Linked DNA regions of Mus musculus: all the other regions are linked to region 2. A link is a contact called in public promoter capture Hi-C data. All regions are on one chromosome and are shown on one strand. Each heading gives the region's core, a stretch centred on a gene start, on an enhancer-like site or on the middle of the called end of the contact. The rest is flanking DNA. Distances are from core to core; before and after follow the strand shown.

The links. Promoter capture Hi-C pulls out the DNA fragments that hold promoters and counts their contacts.
Region 1: a promoter capture Hi-C map of hippocampal neurons shows a contact between it and region 2, with 4 times the contacts expected there. The contact joins the promoter of Nyap1 here to the promoter of Dnaaf5 in region 2. A contact is called at or near these places in 2 of 39 promoter capture datasets (hippocampal neurons and liver).
Region 3: a contact with region 2 is called in a promoter capture Hi-C map of liver, with 3 times the contacts expected there. The contact joins the promoter of Ache here to the promoter of Dnaaf5 in region 2. A contact is called at or near these places in 2 of 39 promoter capture datasets (both in liver).
Region 4: a promoter capture Hi-C map of pre-B cells shows a contact between it and region 2, with 2.8 times the contacts expected there. The contact joins the promoter of Eif3b here to the promoter of Dnaaf5 in region 2. A contact is called at or near these places in 2 of 39 promoter capture datasets (liver and pre-B cells).
Region 5: a contact with region 2 is called in a promoter capture Hi-C map of pre-B cells, with 2.3 times the contacts expected there. The contact joins the promoter of Brat1 here to the promoter of Dnaaf5 in region 2. A contact is called at or near these places in 2 of 39 promoter capture datasets (liver and pre-B cells) and 1 of 484 Hi-C or Micro-C datasets (muscle stem cells).
Region 6: a contact with region 2 is called in a promoter capture Hi-C map of hippocampal neurons, with 2.2 times the contacts expected there. The contact joins the promoter of Zkscan1 here to the promoter of Dnaaf5 in region 2. A contact is called at or near these places in 1 of 39 promoter capture datasets (hippocampal neurons) and 1 of 115 datasets of contacts at active chromatin or transcription factors (bone marrow-derived macrophages).
Region 7: a promoter capture Hi-C map of liver shows a contact between it and region 2, with 4 times the contacts expected there. The contact joins the promoter of Slc12a9 here to the promoter of Dnaaf5 in region 2. A contact is called at or near these places in 3 of 39 promoter capture datasets (hippocampal neurons, liver and pre-B cells).

Annotation. Positions count from the first base shown.
Region 1 is chr5:137,739,895-137,742,594 of GRCm38.p6, forward strand. Nyap1 (neuronal tyrosine-phosphorylated phosphoinositide 3-kinase adaptor 1) reads right to left here and starts at 1,274. Exons shown (of 7, transcript NM_001347505.1): 1 at 1,157-1,274.
Region 2 is chr5:139,148,888-139,151,587 of GRCm38.p6, forward strand. Dnaaf5 (dynein, axonemal assembly factor 5) reads left to right here and starts at 1,348. Exons shown (of 13, transcript NM_001081265.2): 1 at 1,348-1,948; 2 at 2,596-2,700. The coding sequence starts at 1,360. It also overlaps a transcript of Prkar1b not described here.
Region 3 is chr5:137,286,916-137,289,615 of GRCm38.p6, forward strand. It overlaps Ache (acetylcholinesterase), which reads left to right and starts at 1,339. Exons shown (of 5, transcript NM_009599.4): 1 at 1,339-1,452. It overlaps Gm42456 (a long non-coding RNA gene), which reads right to left and starts at 1,729. Exons shown (of 4, transcript XR_003955815.1): 1 at 1,650-1,729.
Region 4 is chr5:140,417,912-140,420,611 of GRCm38.p6, forward strand. It overlaps Eif3b (eukaryotic translation initiation factor 3, subunit B), which reads left to right and starts at 1,394. Exons shown (of 19, transcript NM_133916.2): 1 at 1,394-1,915. The coding sequence starts at 1,450.
Region 5 is chr5:140,703,695-140,706,394 of GRCm38.p6, forward strand. It overlaps Brat1 (BRCA1-associated ATM activator 1), which reads left to right and starts at 1,317. Exons shown (of 14, transcript NM_181066.3): 1 at 1,317-1,381; 2 at 2,259-2,402. The coding sequence starts at 2,276.
Region 6 is chr5:138,083,801-138,086,500 of GRCm38.p6, forward strand. Zkscan1 (zinc finger with KRAB and SCAN domains 1) reads left to right here and starts at 1,284. Exons shown (of 6, transcript NM_133906.4): 1 at 1,284-1,431.
Region 7 is chr5:137,332,138-137,334,837 of GRCm38.p6, forward strand. Slc12a9 (solute carrier family 12 (potassium/chloride transporters), member 9) reads right to left here and starts at 1,445. Exons shown (of 14, transcript NM_031406.3): 1 at 1,311-1,445; 2 at 319-541; 3 at 1-123. The coding sequence starts at 499.

The sequences.
Region 1 (2,700 bases), core at 24-2,523, 1.4 Mb before region 2:
TTCAGAAAAGGAAAACACAGGCACAGAATATCCCATACAGTTTAGGGAACCCCTCCCAGACAGGCAGCCATAGAAGTGTGTGTGTCCAGAATCACACACCCTGACAAAGGTGTTTGGAGCCACAGACACTGAGCGATCAGGTTGGCACAGATTCCCATTCTGTGTAAATATATCCCGAACCACCACAGACAGACAGACCTCACAAGCATACAGCAACTCTGTAGGGACACAGCATATTTAGACACACCACAGGCCACAGACATATCTACAAATAGGGACAGACATAAAGGGGCACAGGTAAACACAAACCCAGGAACAACACACACAGACATAAACACCCACAGACACACCCACTGATAGATACACACAGACCTCTAGCACACAAATCTGCTATGGAATTGGCCACACCTACAGACAAGTTGTGCTCAGGGCCTACTTGCGTACATTGCACCCAGCTTGGGGGGGGGGGGAGTTAGGCTTCCTACCCTCTTTTAGGCCCTGAGGCTTAGTGGGGGGTTCATCAGGGCAGGGTGGGGATGCTGAAGGAAGGATGGTGATACTGAGTTGGGCAACTGAAATCCCATCCATCCATCTACCTTCACTCTCCGGAGTCCCCGCTTTTCCAATCCTGGGCCTGGACCTCCGTCCACCTCTATTCCAGCTCCCTGGTCCCTCAGCAATGGTTTCTGCCTCCCTCCTCTTGCTGATAGCCCAAATCAATCTACCTTCTGTCTGCTCCAGGATTTGGGAGAACCCCCGGCTCCCCCCTAGTAGTCCCGCCCTTGAATCCCACCCTGGCGGGGGTCTCCAGTCTGGCCCCATAGCAACCTTCTGGGCTTCGGCCTCCATACCTGCGCTTTGCGTCCCTTCCCCCAAACACACTCTCTCCCTTTCGCCTTCAGCTTCACGTCTCCTCCCTGGAGCCCCTCCTCACAGCCGTCCTCCTCCTTCCCCAGTTTGTTCCAAACCTGGCCTGCTTTAACCCCCCCCCCCTTTTCCATCCAAGGGCCCCAGGTTCCCGGGGCACCCCCTCCTCTTCCCCTTGTCCTGCTACCCTGGGTGTCTCCGCCTCTCGCCCCGCCAATTCCTCCCTACCCGTAGTCCCCCCATCACCACCTCCCCGCATGAAGCCTCCCCAGTTTCTACATCACCGTACCTGGCCTGCCGGGCGCCGGCCCCCCCATGCCGGGCTCCGCCCGGAGCAGGAGGAGGGAGGAGGAGAGACAGAGAGAGACTGGGGGAGCCGAACTGGGCCCTGCCGCAGAGACAGCCCCGCCTCCGGGTCCGCCCCCAGACCCGCCCCCGGCCCCAAACCCACCCTTCCACACCCTCCAAGGGCAGAGCGGGAACGGCGGTGCGGCGCTGCACCAGGAGGTTAGGGTGGAGGGTGCAAGGACTGCGGAGCGTACAGGGGATCTTGAGAGGATGGTCTTGGGGTGTGGGAGTTCCGCTCCGCAGCTTTCGGGCGTCTGGTTCTCGCCGACCCGCGCCCCCTACTCAGCCGTGTTGTGCTGGGTTGGGTCTCCCAAGCCCTAAGCGGAGCGGGGTGCTCAGCGGCGCCCCCCAGCGGAAGCCTGGAGGTCGCACCCACCCGCGAACCCGGTGCGCCTTAGTGCTCCCGGGTGGGAGGCTGCGGCTGCGGCCCCTGGGTGCTACCAAGCGGTGAGGCGGGCAGAGGGACTCCGAGTCGCCTGCCTGGAGATCAGCGCATCTGCTCAGCAGGGGGCGTGCTCCCTTGGCTTAGTCCCCGCCGTGCCCCCACCCTGCCACCCCGCCCTAGGTGCGGGGAGGGCACGAGAATTGGCTGGCGGTGCTGGGCCTCCTCCCCTTGCAGCCTCCCAGGCGCCCGGACCTTGTTCCACCGTGTGGGGCTCAAAGTCTTCCGCGCGTCCGCCCCCGCGCTCCAAGTCATTCCTTACTAACCTTTGACTCCGTGGGCGCCGCCCGCCAGGATCTGAGCGCACCAGGTTGGCCCGTGCGGGAGACCACCAGGGGCACCACCTGGGAGTGGTTAGGGATGTGACCTCACCCCTCCCCTCTTTTGACCTTTTCTCATCAGAGCTCTGACAAATTCCTTACGTGGATAGCTTTGTGGTTGGGTAAATTAGCATCGAGAAGACCTCTGCTGTATCCGCCAAGGACTGGGGGGGGGGGGGGGGGGGGAGATATCCCCTGCAAAATATGCACATCCTAATCCCTGGTACCTGTGGACGCTTTTCAATGCGGCAAAATCTATGCAGGTGTGTTGTGTGGCCCCAAGCACATCCCACTGCTTGTCTGAGCCATGTCTCATTTCACACTTGCCTCGATTAACCTTACTGAGGCTTGACACGCTGCGGCACACACCTGTGATCCCAGCATTCCTCAGGTAGAATCAAGAGGCGCTTCAGTTCAAGGTCATCCTCTGCTACACAAGTTCAAAGCCGACCGTGGCCTACATGCGACTATAAATAAAGACCTTAGGAAGGAAGAGGGTTGTAAGCACTTTGTAAACCAGCAGCCTATATAGGGATCCAGTTTGGAGGAGTAAGGGTACGTGGGAAGCTTGTTTCCTGACTGCAGCTACTACAGCCATTTTTACTATGGCGAAAATATGACAGACAAGACGAGCAAGACTGTGGCTTTTTAAAAATTTTCAGACAAGGTTTCTCTGTGTAGCCCAGGCTGTCCTAGAACACACTCTGAAGACTAGGCTAGCCT
Region 2 (2,700 bases), core at 98-2,597:
TGATGGACTAGGCTTAAGACTTTGACATACGAGTCCATGACACCTCTAACACCAAGCCTTTGCTTGGCCAGTCACCTCTCTTCACAACTCTTTTGCCACCCTAAGCAATTTTACATGGTTCCCCTAAAGCTTCCACGCCACATTCAAAACACCTAAGGGTTCACACCAATTTCCCACAAAACTAATGTCAACAACAAAAAAAGGCCAAATTTGTTACAAAACCCAACCCCTAACATTATAAGCCTGTTCTCAGATGTGACTCGTTTGGATGCCCAAGTCATGCAGCACTGAGTCAGGCCTAGGAAGTGCCCAGTGGGGGGTCCTGACCACTGACAATACCATCTCTGACCCCCTAAAAAAACACTTCCAGCCATCGAGCATACCTCATGTCTAAACTGAGGTCAGACCGTGTGGCAGATTCACACTTGACTTCTTCATGACCTCTGAGGAACCCAGTAAGGATCAGCCATATCTACACCATTAGAAAGAACCTCAGCTTAAGCTGCCCCTGAGGAAAGGAACCTGAAGGTGCAGGCTTGCAGAAGCTTGGCCACTCAGGCCAAGTTCCAGACTCAGGCACAGGACAGCCCCACTCTTGGCCTCGCCCCTAGCCATTTGCCACGCCCTAAGGCCTGCGTCCCACCTGTCAGCCCTTGTCTCAGGCACCTCAATCCTCACGCTTCACCTTACTCAGACCCCCACCCCTCCCTCGAGCTTTATGTCCCTTCCCCAAACCTGCACCCCACCTATTATTGAAACTTGTCAGCCAGCTGCGCGGCCCATGCCCCGCCCACCTACCCCCCCATCCAACCCACTACTCCTTGCCCCGCCTCCTTCCCGTAGACCCTTATTCTTCGCCCCGCCCACAAAACCAGGGCTCCGCCTGCCACCTCCTGCAATGCTCCCGAAGTCCACACCCCGCCTATTTGGTTCTTTCCCCTCCCATTATCCCTTATTCCCCTCTCTTTACACTAAGCCCCTACCCAAGAGGCCCGTGTCCCGCCTACCAACCCCCTCGTACCGCCCACTACCTCTTTCGCCCAAGGCCCTTGCCGAGCTTGCTGTCTTCTGCCTCGCCCTCAAGGTTCGCGCCCCACCCCAGACTCCCGGACCTAGCCAATTACACTTGCTTCTCTTAGCCTCTCTCGTCCTCCTGCCCGTCACTCCGCCCTCTAAGCCCTTTGCCCGCCCACTTCCCTGGCCCCGCCTCTCCCTTACTCCCTGCCCCTCCCCCAGCATCACTCCTAAGGGGCGCACACTCAGCCTCGAGCAACCCAGGCAGCCGGAAGTCTTGCCGTAAAGCGTGCTCGGACCATCGTACTAGCGCCGGTTCCCTTGGAGACAGGCAACGCGCTCAAGATGGCGGCGCCGGCGGAGGCGGAGGTGGCCGCGGCCCCGGGCTTAACCGAGGCGGCTGAAGCCGCGGAACTGACCCGCGCGCTAAGCCGCCTGCTACCGGGGCTGGAGACGGAAAGTAAGCTGGGGCGGCGGCGCGCTCTGGAGGCTCTGGAGCAGGTACTGGAAGAGGCGGTGCGGCCCGGCGCGGATTCCGCGGCCTTCCAGGGCCCCTGGGCCCGTCTGCTGCTGCCGCGCCTGCTGCGGCTTCTAAGCGATCCGGCCGAGGGCTGCCGCGCGCTGGCCGCTCACCTGCTCGACCTTGGCCTGCGCCGCGCCGCGCGGCCCCGCGACGCTCTGCCGCGTCTGCTGCCGGCGCTCAGCGCACGCCTGGCCCGACCTGAACTCGCGCGGCCGCCGCCGGAGCCCTGCGAGGAGCTGCGTCTCGCCCTCGTGCAGCTGCTCCACCTCGCCGTAGACCTGGGCGGCGCCGCGCTCGCGCCCCACCTGGACGACGCCGTGCGCGCCTTGCGGGCCGCGCTGCTCGACCCCTTCGCTGCGGTGCGCCGGGAGGGCTGCGAGTGCGCAGCCGCTCTGGCCCGTGCCACTCCGGGTGAGCGTCCTATCCGCTTCCCTGGTTACCTAGATGTCCAGAAACTGAACTAAAGTGGGCTGGTTCCTTCGTAAGGTCATTTCCGATGGGAGGGGGCACGAGACAAGAGATCTCACCATGTAGCCCTGGCTGGTGTCAAACATAACGCTGCTTCTACTTCAGCCTAAAGTGCTAGACTCTCAGACCTGTGTCACACCCATTTCATGATCATTTTTATGCTGGGTTATGGGACTCATGTGGGAAAGGACAACTCAACTCAGTTTCTTTACTCCAGTGTCTTCTCTGTCTCTGACACGGGTCACTAACTTCCTGGATGAAGGGAGGCTGCTTCTCGTTTATTTCTACCCTCTATCTACAGCCCTGCTTGATCAGGGCTTTTTCCCTTTTTTCCTTCTAGACTAGAGTTTGGAAAAGTTAAGAGGCCCTACCTAGTGTTTAAAGTCTTCCCGGGGGTAGGGGGGAGCCAACTTTGTGAAATAGGTGTATATATCCCTCCGGATGCCTGGAGCATAAGCAGCTCCCAGCACCATTGGAGAGAAAAAGTGGGAGCTGAGGCTAGCAGAGGCCAGAGGAAGGTTTGATGGTAGCCACAGAACAGGGCCCCATGCAGCTGTATCGCATAACCAGCAGCCTCCCTAATCCCACAGAGCACTTCCACATGCAATCGGAGTCCTTGATAGGCCCCCTGATGCAGACCATCTCCCACCAGCACTGGAAGGTCCGGGTAGCCGTTATCGAAGCCACGGGCACTG
Region 3 (2,700 bases), core at 89-2,588, 1.9 Mb before region 2:
TTTCCCGGCATGCAGTGGCCAGGTTCTCCAGGGACAGGAGGGTTGGAGGGCGGGGGGGGGGGGCGGGGGGGATGTCGCAGTTTGGAGAGATGAAAATCGCATATCTGGGAGAGGTTGGACTCTGCGCTGGTATCTTCTGGGGACCAGCCTTTTGCAAGACAGCGCGCCTTTGCCCCTTGCTCGGAGGAAGTGACTGATGAGTGATGAGTGTCTGGGGCTCGAGGGAAAGCTCCCGGCGTCCACAGCGAGCATGCGTGCACGTGTCCCCCTACCCCCCATAGATCCACGCAGCGCCCCATATCGCGTGCGCGCACGCACGTCCCCACGCTCTCGCGTGCAGGCCAGTCGCCCACGCAGCAGCGGCCCGCAGGCTCCAGAGCCAGATGCCCCCACCCACCCCGTGAGCCAGTTGTCTCTTTCATGTAGTGATCTCGCGTGGGCACAAAACTGCACACTTCCCACAGTCACTAAGGTGCAGCTAGGTGGGAGACTCCCTAGAAGGCTGGGCGTGTGGTCTAAGGGACTCCCAAACAGGCTGGGGGCTCCAAGTGTAGGCCGCTCCCACCTGCTAGCCACAACAACCAATGAAAGCTTGGCCCGGTGATGTCATGGACCAGCCGGACCCTTGTGATGACAGCCGGAGGTCACCGGTCAGGGGAATTAGCTCAAGCCCACCCTCGGGGGTTCCGGAAGTTTCCAGAGCTGCAGCAGAGTGCATTGTAGCATCTCCCCACAGCCTTCTGCTTGCCACTATGTGGTCTGGCTTCTCAGCTGTCCCCGTGTCACCTCTTCTTGCCCACAGGGGTCTTTTCCTATAAGGGAGAGCCTGTGTTTCTGTTATTTGTTCCTACAGGTGTTCTTTCGTCTCCACAGAGATGTCCCACGTCATCTTTTCTACCAGTGTCAGCTGAAGGGGGTCCTCAGTCAGGCTTTCTCGTGTCTCTTCTCTTATTACCCTGCCCCAAGCTTTGTCCTGGTTACAGATGCCAAATATTAGGCCTCTGATCTTTCTGGATTAGAGCTGTCAGTGTGTCCTTCCGTCCGTGAAAGGCGACCGGTCTGTCTGTGACTTGTCACCGCAGGAGACTGTCGCCTGCGTGAACGGTGTCTGGTGTCTCCGCAGGCTGCGGTCCGTCTGTCACGTGGGTGTCTGCCCCGCCGCTGCGGGTCTGCGGGTCTGTCGGTCTGTCTGAATCTACCACTGGAGTGTGTCTGGGCTCCCGCTCCCCGGGGTCTCGGGGCTTGAAGGGAGGGAGGAGGGGAGGTGGCAGCCCGGGGGAGCGGGGAGGGGCGGGGGCGGAGACAGTGGGCGGGCGGGGGCGCCGTGCGGCCCGGAGGGGTGTGTGCGGGGGGCCGGAGGCGGCTGTCACTGTCGGCTCAGCCTGCGCCGGGGAACATTGGCCGCCTCCAGCTCCCGGCGCGGCCCGACCCGGCCCGGCTTGGCCGCCTCAGGTGAGTCTCCCAACCCACCCAGGACCCTCCACCGAGTCGGGACCAATCCGCATCCCGGGGGAAACGTGCGATCCTGGAACGATCGAAGCCCCCCAACAGAGCTCCTACTGCACCTCCTGCCCCGTGGGGCCTGCCTAGAGGGGCCCCTCCACTGCCTCGCACTCCTCTGAAACTCCCGCTAGCCGCTGCATACTTACTGATGATGCTCGCTGGGCCGGCCGCTGCCTCTGCGCTCCCTTCCTGCAGGGACCCCCTGAAGGCCCCTTCCCCACTCTCTTCAAAGTCTGGGGACACTGGAAGACGCCCCCTGTTTGGGGCGGAGCCCAAACTGCGCAGGTTACTGACATCCCGAATGCACCACCCCCCATCCCGAGGGCCGCGACCCCAACGTCCCTACCCAGCTGAGCCCCTTGCCAGCTCCAGGACCCCTCCTGCGCTCTCTCTCTCTCTCTCTCTCTCTCTCTCTCTCTCTCTCTCTCTCTCTGACTCTGTCTCTCTCTATGTGTCTCTGTCTCTCTCTTTCCCTCCCTCCCTCCCTCCCTCCCTCTCACCCTCCCACCCTCCCTCTAAAAGGAGGCTCAGCGGAAGCCCCGAGTTATAATTAGCCCCACTCGGGTTTCCTGGTTAATCTCCAACAACGCCACTATCCCCAGATCCAGGCGACCAGAACTGGCTGGGTGATGGGTGAACACCCGGAGGGGGTAGTTCCGACCCGGGGAATTTTGATCTCTTGGCTGGAGACGCCGGAACTACAGCAGCTGTTGCCCCCAAAATAGCGCCCCTGCCTTTGCTACGGGGATCTCCGGAGCTCCCGGAACACAGACGTCCTGGCTCGCCCTTCAACCCCCTCTGCGATGCTCACGATTCTCCAGATACCCCCACACCAAGGCTCGGGCGGGGAGCTCTGGCCTCTTCTTGGTCTCTACTGCTCCCGGTTGGCAGTGGAGGGCATTGCAATATGGGGATGCAATAGGGGCTTGAGTTCTGGTGAGCCCCACAAGGGGCGAGTGAGACAGTTGGCTGGAGTCAGGCGAGAGGGGTGCGGTTGATGTAAAGCAAACGGGTACCAACCGGCCGTACCAGAAAGAAGAGAGGCGGAGCAGGGTGGGGCAAGGTGTCGACTGGACAAGATTCCAAGATGCCTTCAGAACCTGGGACTCCCGATACCTTGAATGCCCAACCCACTCCCCAGAAGGCTTTGGCTAACCCAGGAGAGGCTTGGGCTGTGCTTTCTTATAACTTGCAAGC
Region 4 (2,700 bases), core at 144-2,643, 1.3 Mb after region 2:
CCATCAGCCCGTGTTCACATGTTTTGTGGTTTAGTCTTTATATCGCACAGGCTGGCATGATCTTTCTGCCTCAGTCTCCCCAGTGCTGGGATTCCAAGTCTATGCTTCCTGGTCAACTAACAGGTCCTTTAAAAAAAAAAAAAAAGGAAAGTTTTGTTTGTTTTTTCTTAGGAATGATCTGGGACCAGAGAGGTGACTCAACTGTTTTTGTTGTTGTTTTGTCTTTTAAATTAGGCTCAACAGTTCAGAGCATTGCCTGCTCTTCTAGAGAGCCTGGGTTCTATTGCCAGCAACGACATGCGGTTCATAATTGTCTACTCTAAGTCCTGCGCGTGATACGATGCCTTCTTTCGGCCTCCGCTTGTACACGGTGCACAGACAGACTTGCTGGCAGAACACTGATACGCATAAAAAAAAATTCGAGTTAAGAGATGGTTGTAAACTACCATATGGGTACTGAGAGCGAAACTTGTGTTCTTAAGCTCTTAGTCCCCTCAACTAGTTCTTATTAAGATTTTCGAAACTTTGAACTGGAAGTATCAAAAATCTTGACTATCTTTTCAAGCAAACCACTCTTGGGGTCCCCCTGGTCACTCCACGAAGGTTCCGTCCCGTCCACCCCACGCTGGCCCACGTGATCGCGCTCTCCCGCGCGTGAAGACCGCAGTCACCGGCAGACAGAATCACAGTGACTTTCACGTCTGGGGCCAACGCTAAATTGCGAGCCGCTGCAGTGAGGATGGCCATTGAGATTAAAGCCGCTCATCACACGACTCTGCATTGTGCGGGCAGTCATTCTTGTGTGTGTTGGCGGCCCCTGGTTGTCGGCGAGCTCCTCGCGTAATTTTGGAACCCTTCGTTCTTTTGCCCCGTCAGTGGACCGGTCTAAAATGCAAGACCTTACGGGGGAGCGAAGCCAGTCATGTCAGTCAAGCAGTCTGTCTGATTAAAAGCAAAGCTTACAAAGAATCATGTGTGGAGCTTTCAGTTGTCTTGGCATTATTTTATGGTCACATATTTTGTCTTCATACAGTTACGCGTGTTAATCATTTGAGAATCCACTTGATGCTCCCCAGATAGTACAGTCCTTCCCCGTAGCGCCCGCTGGGAGAGGCAAAGGAACTTCTACCATCTTGGACGCAACTATTTCTTAGCTAGAATGGGGGAGCCACATATCCTTGTGAATTTATTTGCTACCTTAAAAAACCTTTTGGGCTATAAATAAACTTGCATATCTTGAAACTTATTATTTTAATTGTTTCTAGATTTTTATGCATATCTGAGTTTTCTCGGGCTGATCGTGAGGAATGAGGGCGTGGGTGTCTCCCCCGAGCCACATCTTGGTACGATCCCATCGCTGCACGCACATGGCTCCGCGCTAGCGGCGCGCGGTGACTTCTGGGAGTCGGAAGCAGGGCGGCCGAGCCGGGTGAGAAGCAGCGCGGGCCCATGCAGGACGCTGAGAACGTGGCGGTGCCCGAGGCGGCCGAGGAGCGGGCTGAGCCCGCGAGGCAGCAGCCGGCCTCCGAGTCGCCGCCGACGGACGAGGCGGCAGGGTCTGGGGGGTCCGAAGTGGGGCAGACGGAAGACGCCGAAGAAGACGCCGAGGCCGGACCGGAGCCCGAAGTGAGGGCCAAGCCGGCGGCCCAATCCGAAGAGGAAACGGCGACGAGTCCGGCCGCCTCGCCCACGCCGCAGTCGGCGGAGCGGTCCCCGTCGCAGGAGCCCTCTGCTCCCGGGAAGGCAGAGGCCGTTGGCGAGCAGGCCCGGGGGCACCCCTCGGCTGGAGCGGAGGAGGAGGGCGGGTCTGATGGGAGCGCGGCTGAGGCGGAGCCGCGGGCTCTGGAGAACGGAGAGGCAGATGAGCCCTCCTTCAGCGACCCCGAGGATTTCGTAGACGACGTGAGCGAGGAAGGTAAGGGCGATCGTGTCCCCGGCCAGGGCGCGAGGTCTCCCGGTTACAACGATCTTGTTTCCTCTACAGTGGGGGACCATTTGGGGAGTCCGTTTCTGCGGCAAGCCCTTGCACCTGGGGGTTGGTGGAGGGCAGGACGAACAGGACTATCTGGGGGCATTCCAGTTTCCTGGCCAAGGGTTTCCAGGGTTGACCAGTTGCTGTGTTCCCAATGGTTTCCGTAGTAAGGCATTGCCATCGGACCCAAGCACATTACCAACCTGCTTCCTTTTACTAGGTCGGTACCCTGGACCATTGCTTTTTCACATTGTTCGTTTGGCCGCTTACTTCATGATTTCTTCTATGGTGACTGGCTTTTTAAAGGCATTGTTTCTGTCTACCTGCACAGGAGCCAGATTCCTAAAATCTTTTTTGACAGTTGATAGCATGTGTTCCTCTGCCGTTTCAACTTCACTTGAGCCAGTTCCTTCATGTGTTGGTGTGGCTAATACCAAGGGCCAAAGGGCCTAAGAACACCACTTTTTTTTTTTTTTTTTTAAACGAGACAGGGCCTCTCTATGTAGTTCAGGCTGAAATTGAACTCTTGGTTCTTCTCAGTTTTCACGGTGCTGGTCCTACAGACATGTACTCCCAAACAATTGCTTTTGAACTACCATGAAAATTCAGCGCCCCAATATAGTTGTCAACTTAGAACTTACAATATTTCAAGAGGTCGTCATTTGATGTCACCATTGTTTGACTTAATCCTTTTGTATGTTTGTGGGGGTTGTTTTGTTTTGTTGTGA
Region 5 (2,700 bases), core at 67-2,566, 1.6 Mb after region 2:
TATTTTCTGCAGAAGCCCAACATGCTGGGGTCTCCCATTACCAAGATAGAGACAACCAAGCTCACAGGTCTGATTTCCAGGGCAGATGAGCATTATCTTACTCTATCTCTAGGCATTCGGGAACCATGCCCTAAAAGAGATTGTGTGTGTGTGTGTGTGTGTGTATGTGTGTGTGTGAGACCTCGGGGCTGGGAACCAAACTCTGTTCCTCTGGAAGAGTAAAAGGTATTCTTTACCACTGACCCATCTCTCTAGTTCCCGATGGCCTACTTTTAATCTTTATTAGAAGAGCAGGCTGAAGTTGTGAAGAGTTGGTAACAATGGATGGCAGACAGAAGGCAAGCGGGGATAGAGGACTGGGGCTGTGAAGAGCTACAGAAATACAGGCTTTGGTGACTGGAGGGTCCTGACACTCTAGACCCCGGAGTTTAGCGCTACCCGCTGTGGGAACCGAGGGTTTCAGCACCGGCTGTGCTGACTCACCTGCTGCTGCCCACACCTAACGCTAAAGCTGAAAGCAAGGGCTAGAAGACCCAGTAAAATTCGGAGACCTTAAAAGCCTAGACACAAGGCGGGTGTGGTGGTGCACGCCTTTAATCCCAGCACTCCGGAGGCAGAGGCAGGCGGATTTCTGAGTTCGAGGCCAGCCTGGTCTACAAAGTGAGTTCCAGGACAGCCAGGGCTGTACAGAGAAACCCTGTCTCGAAAAACCAAAGGAAAAAAAAAAAAGCCTAGACACGTGGCCTGAGGCCAGCGAGGCCTTGCCTCCCAGCGGAAAGCCACGCCCACACCGAGCCCGCCTGGGGACGCTCCGCCCACTGCCTGCGTGGGCACGTACCATAGAACGCCCTGGCGGGGACGTGATAATTCCGAGAGATTGATACAGTGTGAAAATGCCAAACTGCACACAGCTGGAGCGCGTTTACAGGGTTTGAACCTTAGGGGTGATCGGAACGGCAGGGTCATCACTGGTCTCCAAGCGCGTCAACCCCGCTCTTTACACCCCTCCCCATGTCCGTCACGTGGTACAGACTTAGGGCGGGGCCTGTGGAGACGGAAACCCGAGCAACACTGAGGGGCGGAGCCTATAGCAACGTGGAGAGGAACTTCCGTCAGGGGCGGTGTCTGAGGGGTGGGGCCTCGTTGAAGGCGGAGTGAGACTTGAAGCTGGCGAGGTGGAGCCAATTCCCGCGGCGGGGCGGGGCCTGTGCTGTTGGGCCAGGCTCGCGTTGCGTGAAGCGAACTCTGAGATGGGGCAGGACCTGGGGAGGGCGGGGCCTCGGCCAGCGTAAAGCGGAATTTGCGGAGGGGAAGGCGGGGCCTGCCTTAGACACCGGAACCTCAGCGGGCGAGGCGCACGCAGGCCGGGGTGGAGATCCTGGTAAGGCGGAGTTCGAGCTTCGGCCAGGCAGTCTAATGGTGCATTTTGCACTCTCGGGCCTAATTCCCGTAGCGGAGGGATGCGGGGGCGGGATTAGAACCCCTAGGCTAACTCGCAGTCGCCGAGAGCGCACCTCTTACCCGGATTTGGGAGGTACGGACGATGCATGTCAGGGTCCAGACAGCACAAAAATCATTGCCCTCCAAGATGCATATTTCTGTCTTGAAGAGACACTTAGTTGGAGGCCGCGGGGTTGTCACTTGCAGCCTCTATCGACTTGGGCTGTGACACCCACCTTCCTGCGCACTCCTCCGTGGCTTGGAGGATTGTCTCATCCAGGTTTCTCTTGACCGTTGGGAACGGATTTAGGGATCAGGTGCCTGGGTGAACAGTCTCCTGCGCACCTGGCTGATCCCCTGACTGTTCTCGCAGCTAGGTTAATAGACAGCTACACCCCCACCCCATAACACCAAACCCCCAAGTTAACAGGCTTTGACAGCAAAGGCCTTGTGGCTCTGACTAACCTGTCCTCACCCACAGAGCAGCTTCTAGGGCTCAATCCTCTTGTCCAGGTTCCCCTGGACTGAGCTTAGCATCTTTGTGGACTTAAGAGTTCTGGTCCACAGGGCAGTGGTGGCTTGCCTTTAATCCCAGCACTTGGGAGGCAGAGGCAGGCGGATTCCTGAGTTCGAGGCCAGCCTGGTCTACAGAGTGAGTTCCAGGACAGCCAAGGCTACACAAAGAAACTCTGTCTCAGGAAAAAAAAAAAAAGAGTTCTGGTCCACGTGAAGTTGTCTGGGCCCATCCCCCAGTTAGGCTGCCTGTAACTAGGGTAGTTGGTATCAAATCTGTGGCTGACCTCTCCCTTCCTCTGTAGGAACTGCCTGCCTGATCATGGACCCAGAATGCTCCAGGCTCCTCCCGGCTCTCTGTGCTGTTTTGGCAGATCCCAGACAGCTGGTGGCAGATGACACCTGCTTGGAGAAACTGCTGGACTGGTTTAAAACAGTGACAGAGGCAGGTGAGGACACGGCTTAGAGAATTGTCCATCCACGTGGTGTCTTTACTTCATTTCCTTGAGGCCCTGTGGCTGTGGCTGATCAGGGAGAGGGGAGATGGAGTACTAGGGACTGACCTGAACTGTGGAGTCATGTAGTGACAGTCCCATTGGCTCCGACCACAGTTCACATTAGGAGTTTGCAGAGCACGCACCTACCTTGTTTTGCTGTCTTCTATGTATCTGGCTTGTCTTGAAGAAGTCAGATCTCTGGGTGGGTGTGGTGGGACCTGTCATCTAAAAGCCAAGACAAGAGGACATT
Region 6 (2,700 bases), core at 34-2,533, 1.1 Mb before region 2:
TAGTCCATGCATGAATAAAGGTTTCTCCTACTTCTCCAAGTGAATGGCTGGCTCCTTGTTTCCTTTAACAATACTGCAAATAGGGGAAGGTGGAATTGGAGGATGACTTGCCTAAGGCGGTTTTGGGTGTTTGGTTTTGGACCCCAGAAGAGGGGACTGAGATGAATATTTTACATATCAAAACAGACCTGGTCTTCAGGTTCTCCCAGCATCCCTCAGATCCTACCTGGTATACCCTGCCCCCAGCCTTGAACTTTCCATCCCAGGGCTTGGGCTGCCCTTCCCCAGAGACTCTTCCCTTTATAATCCAAACATTTTGCTCTCCTCCTTCTCCTTCTCTTCTTTCTCTGCATGTAAGCCCTTTCTCTTTCTGCCTCCCCTCCCATTGCAACTCTCCTGCCTCAATCCTTGGGGCCAGTGAACTCTACCAAGAGCAGCTTCCCAATAAACCTGCCTTTATTATAATATAATCTAGCCTGAATGGGCTCGTTTCACTGGCGGAGAAATAACCTATCACTGGGAGAAGGGGGGCTGATATTGGGATGTAAAGTGAATTAATTAATAATCAATTAATAAAAAAGGAACAATACTTCAATTGCTTTTTAATTTTGGAGTATTGTTTTATAAAGTTATCTCCCCCATGCTGTATGGTCTCTTCCTTGTGGACTTGCCTTTGATATAGAGCCTTCTATAAGGTGGAGCCTCATTTCTGTATTGCCCACAAGGCAAAGAGATAAAGGCAGTAATTGTTGAGCGTCTGTAATTCCTCTGAAAGATCCTTTTAAAGTGCTATAATAGCATATTCTACAGAACCAGTGTAAGTAGCTTGTTTACTGAAAGATAGTCTTTTATCCTCGGGCCACATATCTGGAAACACCATGCACTCAACTGGCAAACCTCACCAGGGCTGATCTGTGAAACCAGACACCCCTGGCTTGGCTTTGATCTAACTCCATCTACACCCTTGCTTCAGCTTCTCTGCCACAGGCATACAATTACTATTATTGATAACTGCCCAAGATGGAAAAGATGGGGAAGAAAGTAACAAATATAGAGCTGAAAAATACTACATCAGGAAAAAAAAAAAACCTGAACACCCTAAACAGGATCACTTTATCTCTATCTGTCACCTCTGGAATTGAAGACAGGCAATCAGGGCTGGGGGGGGGGGGGTGTTGGGTAGGGAGACTCGGAACAAGAAATTCAGAAACCGAGATGCAAAGTCCTCCCGTGTTCCTAGAGGAGACCCGGAAGCTCAACTCGATCCCGGAAGATGAGGTGCTGACCTACTTCCGGTCTTTGTGACTCATTGTGCCTGTGGCGAGGTATTGGGAGGGCCTATGTCGGTGTGCAGTGCCCTTCGGTCGGGTTGAACCCAGAGCAAGCTGTGCTTGGTCGCCCGGCGTCCCCAGGCCGCTCCGGAGACTCACGGTGAGTCTCATGGCGGACTCTCGGAGGACGGGCGGGCTGCGAGGGTGGACCGTGTGACCACCCGGGGGGACTTGGAAAGGAGCCCTGCGGGGTCCCGGCGGTGCTCGAATCTCTGGGGTCAGTGGGGAGCTCTTTCATGTCATCATCCTTGTATAACATTTCTGAGGACAAGATCACAAATGGACGTGATCCCCGTGTCTGGATTCTTCTCCCCCTCCCCCCCTCCTGTCGCCATTTGCTGTGGTTGCAGGGGAAAGTGTTTTGTGTGGTTTTCGTTTTATTGCTGTCGTTTACTTCTCCGGGCGTCTTGGGTCCTTGAGAATCTTGAGATAAACGACGCGGAAGACCTTGAGCTCTGTACAGGTTTGAGGTTCCGAAAACATTTCCGGATCACTTGCTTTTCTGTCTTTCCATCTCCCAACGCTGAGCGAAAGCGCTGGCGGCTTGACGGTGGTTAAAAGATCTAGTAGAAATTAACAGCCGGCTGTCAGCTTTATGCAATGCTTCAAGACCTCTTGCTGGTTTAAGCCTGTTTAACTGTGCTATCTGGGAGATTAGTGGAGTGTTAGTTCACCTTGCTTGATTGCAATGAGTGAGACGTGAAGGGTATCTGGGAGAAACCACACTGGGCCAGTAGGAGATTGATCAGCTTAATGACCTTAGATGAGATTAGACATTTGCCAACTGTCAGTTTTATTATCCATAAAATTAACTACCTTTGCTCAAAAAGGTTCTTCAAACTTGAAATGAGTGGAGTTGGTAAATGTAATTGTAATTTAAAAAAAAAAAAAGGCAGCTCATTTAGTTTGAAGTTCCCCCTTCCTTCCCCTCCCTACACACACACAGCACACACACACATTGATTATAGAGAGTGGCTGTTCCATGGCCTGGGACCAAAGAAAGCATTTATTGTACAGGGCAGTGCTAGGCGGATTGAAAGCAGTCAATAAATACTTGTTGGAATTATGAAGAATTCATTGTAACCACATCAAGTGAAGTTACTAGAAAAGCTGGCCAAATGTGGGAAAATACCTTTATTATAAGGAAACTGTAGTGAAGAATTATCCAGATGTTTTTTTTCTTTCAGGTTTGTGTCCTCTTTCAATTACCACACAAGATTCTTACTTGTTATTTTATTCAGGATCATCTTTGTTAACTTACAGAAATGCCTGCGGCTGAATGCTATTTTCTTTTGTTGATCCTCTACTTCATGTCTCCATGAAGGAAACAGGAAAAATTTCAAGTGCATTATACTATATTTAGATACAA
Region 7 (2,700 bases), core at 195-2,694, 1.8 Mb before region 2:
CCCCTCTCACAGCTCCATTGGTGGCAATGGCACACACTGAGAGGACTGTTAGTGCCAGAATGATGTAGGCAACCAGTAGCATCGCCAAGGCCTGCAACAGCCCAGCGTGGCCCACCACGAACCCTGCACAGGGGGAGAAAAGCAGGTCACAAGGGATGCTTATATACCTCTCCCCCTTCCCCCCATCCCACTGGCCAGCACAGTCCCACAGCAGAGCCACACACAAGGCCTCAAGGGGCCTTACCCTCCATCTGACCACATGTACTAGGGTCCATCCCTAGCCTTAGCCCCTTCCCAATAATTCCCTCCTCTACTCACCAATCCTCAGAAACACGACTATGCTAAACATGGACAGAACCGTGGGCACCACCACACCCAGGAAGGTGGAGAGCTTGCGGGATGATGGCACTCCAGATACTCCAGCTCCATTGGGAGGGAAGGCAGCCCCCTCTTCCCCCAGAAGCCGGTAGGCCAAAAGAGGGGAGCTCTCGCTGGCCATTGCTGAACGCCAGCAGAGGAAGCCACAAAAGGGCTAGGAGACCTGTAAAAAGAGGTTTTAGTGGCTGGATAGCAATACCACAGACCCTCTCTCCCTAAACAAAACCCTAATTAAACACTCAGTTTCCTCAAAAGGAGAGTTGCAAAGGATACACACACACACACACACACACACACACACACACAGGGCACAGAAACTCAAAACTGTCCCAGCAACTTCCCCACTCTCGGACCCTGGTGTTTAAATAATCAGGGTCCCTTTCAGTTCTTAGGGACCGTGTCATCCTCCGTGCCTCTGAAACTAGGGGTAGCAGTGAGTCTGCGAAAGGGACACAGATCCCCTTGTCAAATAGGTCTCGCCTTAATTGGCAACAAGAGGGGAAGAAGATCTCCTCAAAGGGAAGTTAGCTATTACCAGTAAACACCTCCTCCCAAGTCCTATGCTGCTCCTGTCGAGTACCCTCAATACAGCACCTCACACATGGGCAATAAGAAACTTTCAAAGCTCTCAAAGCTCCACCTTGTATCACCCCTGTCCCTCAACCCATCTCAATCCTGACCAGATTTTTCTAATCTCTACAATGAGCCCTCCAAACTCTATCAATCCAAACAGAGCCATCAATTGTCCAAACACAAATGCAGGCAGCCTAGCATCAGCCACACAGGATCCCCAGGGTCCTCCTCCCCCACCCACCCGCTCTTGTCCACTTGCTTCAGTAACTGGATGCCTGGGGGGGGGCGGGGGGGACAGGCATCTGGCTCCAGCCGGCCAAGTGCACCCTGCATCTGGGTGCCGCAGGGTGCTCACTCACCACCTAGGAATGAAGCTGCTCCGGTGTGATCCCAGCGCGCCTGTGGGGCTCCGCTATAAACCGAGGGGGCGAGGGAGCCGGAAAAAGCAAGCGGGCTACCGGGATGTCAGGCCCGGAGCCTGCCCTCCCCAGCAAGGCGTCCCATTGGTCCCGATTCAAGCCCCGCCTCAAAGGTGTGGTCTACACTCAAGCCCCGCCCACACTCTCGTACGCTGCCTTGCAAGCCAAACCGTTCCACGTGCGTCTCGGGTGTCTTTTGCAAGGTAGTGGGTCACGATCCTCAGAGCCCCCCGTTGCCAGGATGCTAGCAGATGCCCATGGTGAGGGTCTGACTGCACTCCGAGCTCCAGGACGCCCCCAGGAATATCTGAAAGGGGCGCGTGGCGACTGCGGAAAAGTGGAGTGGGCGGAACCGCGGCACCTGACTCAGGTACACACCTGGGAACTGAGAGCGACGTCGGTCGGCGCCTGCCGGAGTCGTACTATTTCAGCTTCTCGGGAGACCCAGAGTGCCTCGGGCTTCCAGCCTGGTCCCTTTCACATTCAGAGGAGACCCCCTCCTCGTCCAGTTTCAGCTCGCAGGCTGCGCTCTTCTCTTCGGCCACGGGAGGGAGCCGTGATCCTCCATCCCGACTCAGGTCCGGGTAAATAAGCAGGTAACCCTGCTTGCTTTTGTGCCTAAGATCCTGTAACTGTGAGCTGGGCAGTGGTGGCGCATGCCTTTAATCCCAGCACTTGGGAGGCAGAAGCAGGCGGATTTCTGAGTTCAAGGCCAGCCTGGTCTACAGAGTGCGTTCCAGGACAGCCAGGGCTACAGAGAAACCCTGTCTCGAAAAAAGAAAAAAAAAATCCTTTATCTGTGACCCCAAAACTCCAACTTCAACCCTTACAGGTCTTACCAACGACGCTTCCTCATCTATAAAACGGGACTTAAAAAAGACATCCCTTCAAGGAGAGCAGTTGAGAGATGAACTAACCGTGTATACTCGCAGGGGGCATGGGTGGGGGCGCTCTTTATGTAGACCGGGCTAGCCCCATTTCAATACATAGCTGAAGAAGACTTCGTGTTTCTGATCCTCCTGCCTATACCTCCCATGTGTTGGGATTACAGATAAGTAACAGCACAGCCTGATGCAAATATTTATTTTCCTAAAAGAGCACTGCCCCCACCCACCCCGAGATTAAACACAGAGCCTCAAGCACACTAAGTGATGCTATAGTACATACGAAGCCTTAACATATTGACTCTTTAGTCCAATACATACATATTCATTTTTCCCCTCACACGGTATTGTATTAAATATGCATAACCATTCTGTGAGTGCACGTTCTACTACTGTGGTTGTATTAGATTAGGGAACTGAAGATGGGAAGCTTTTTTTCTTTAGAT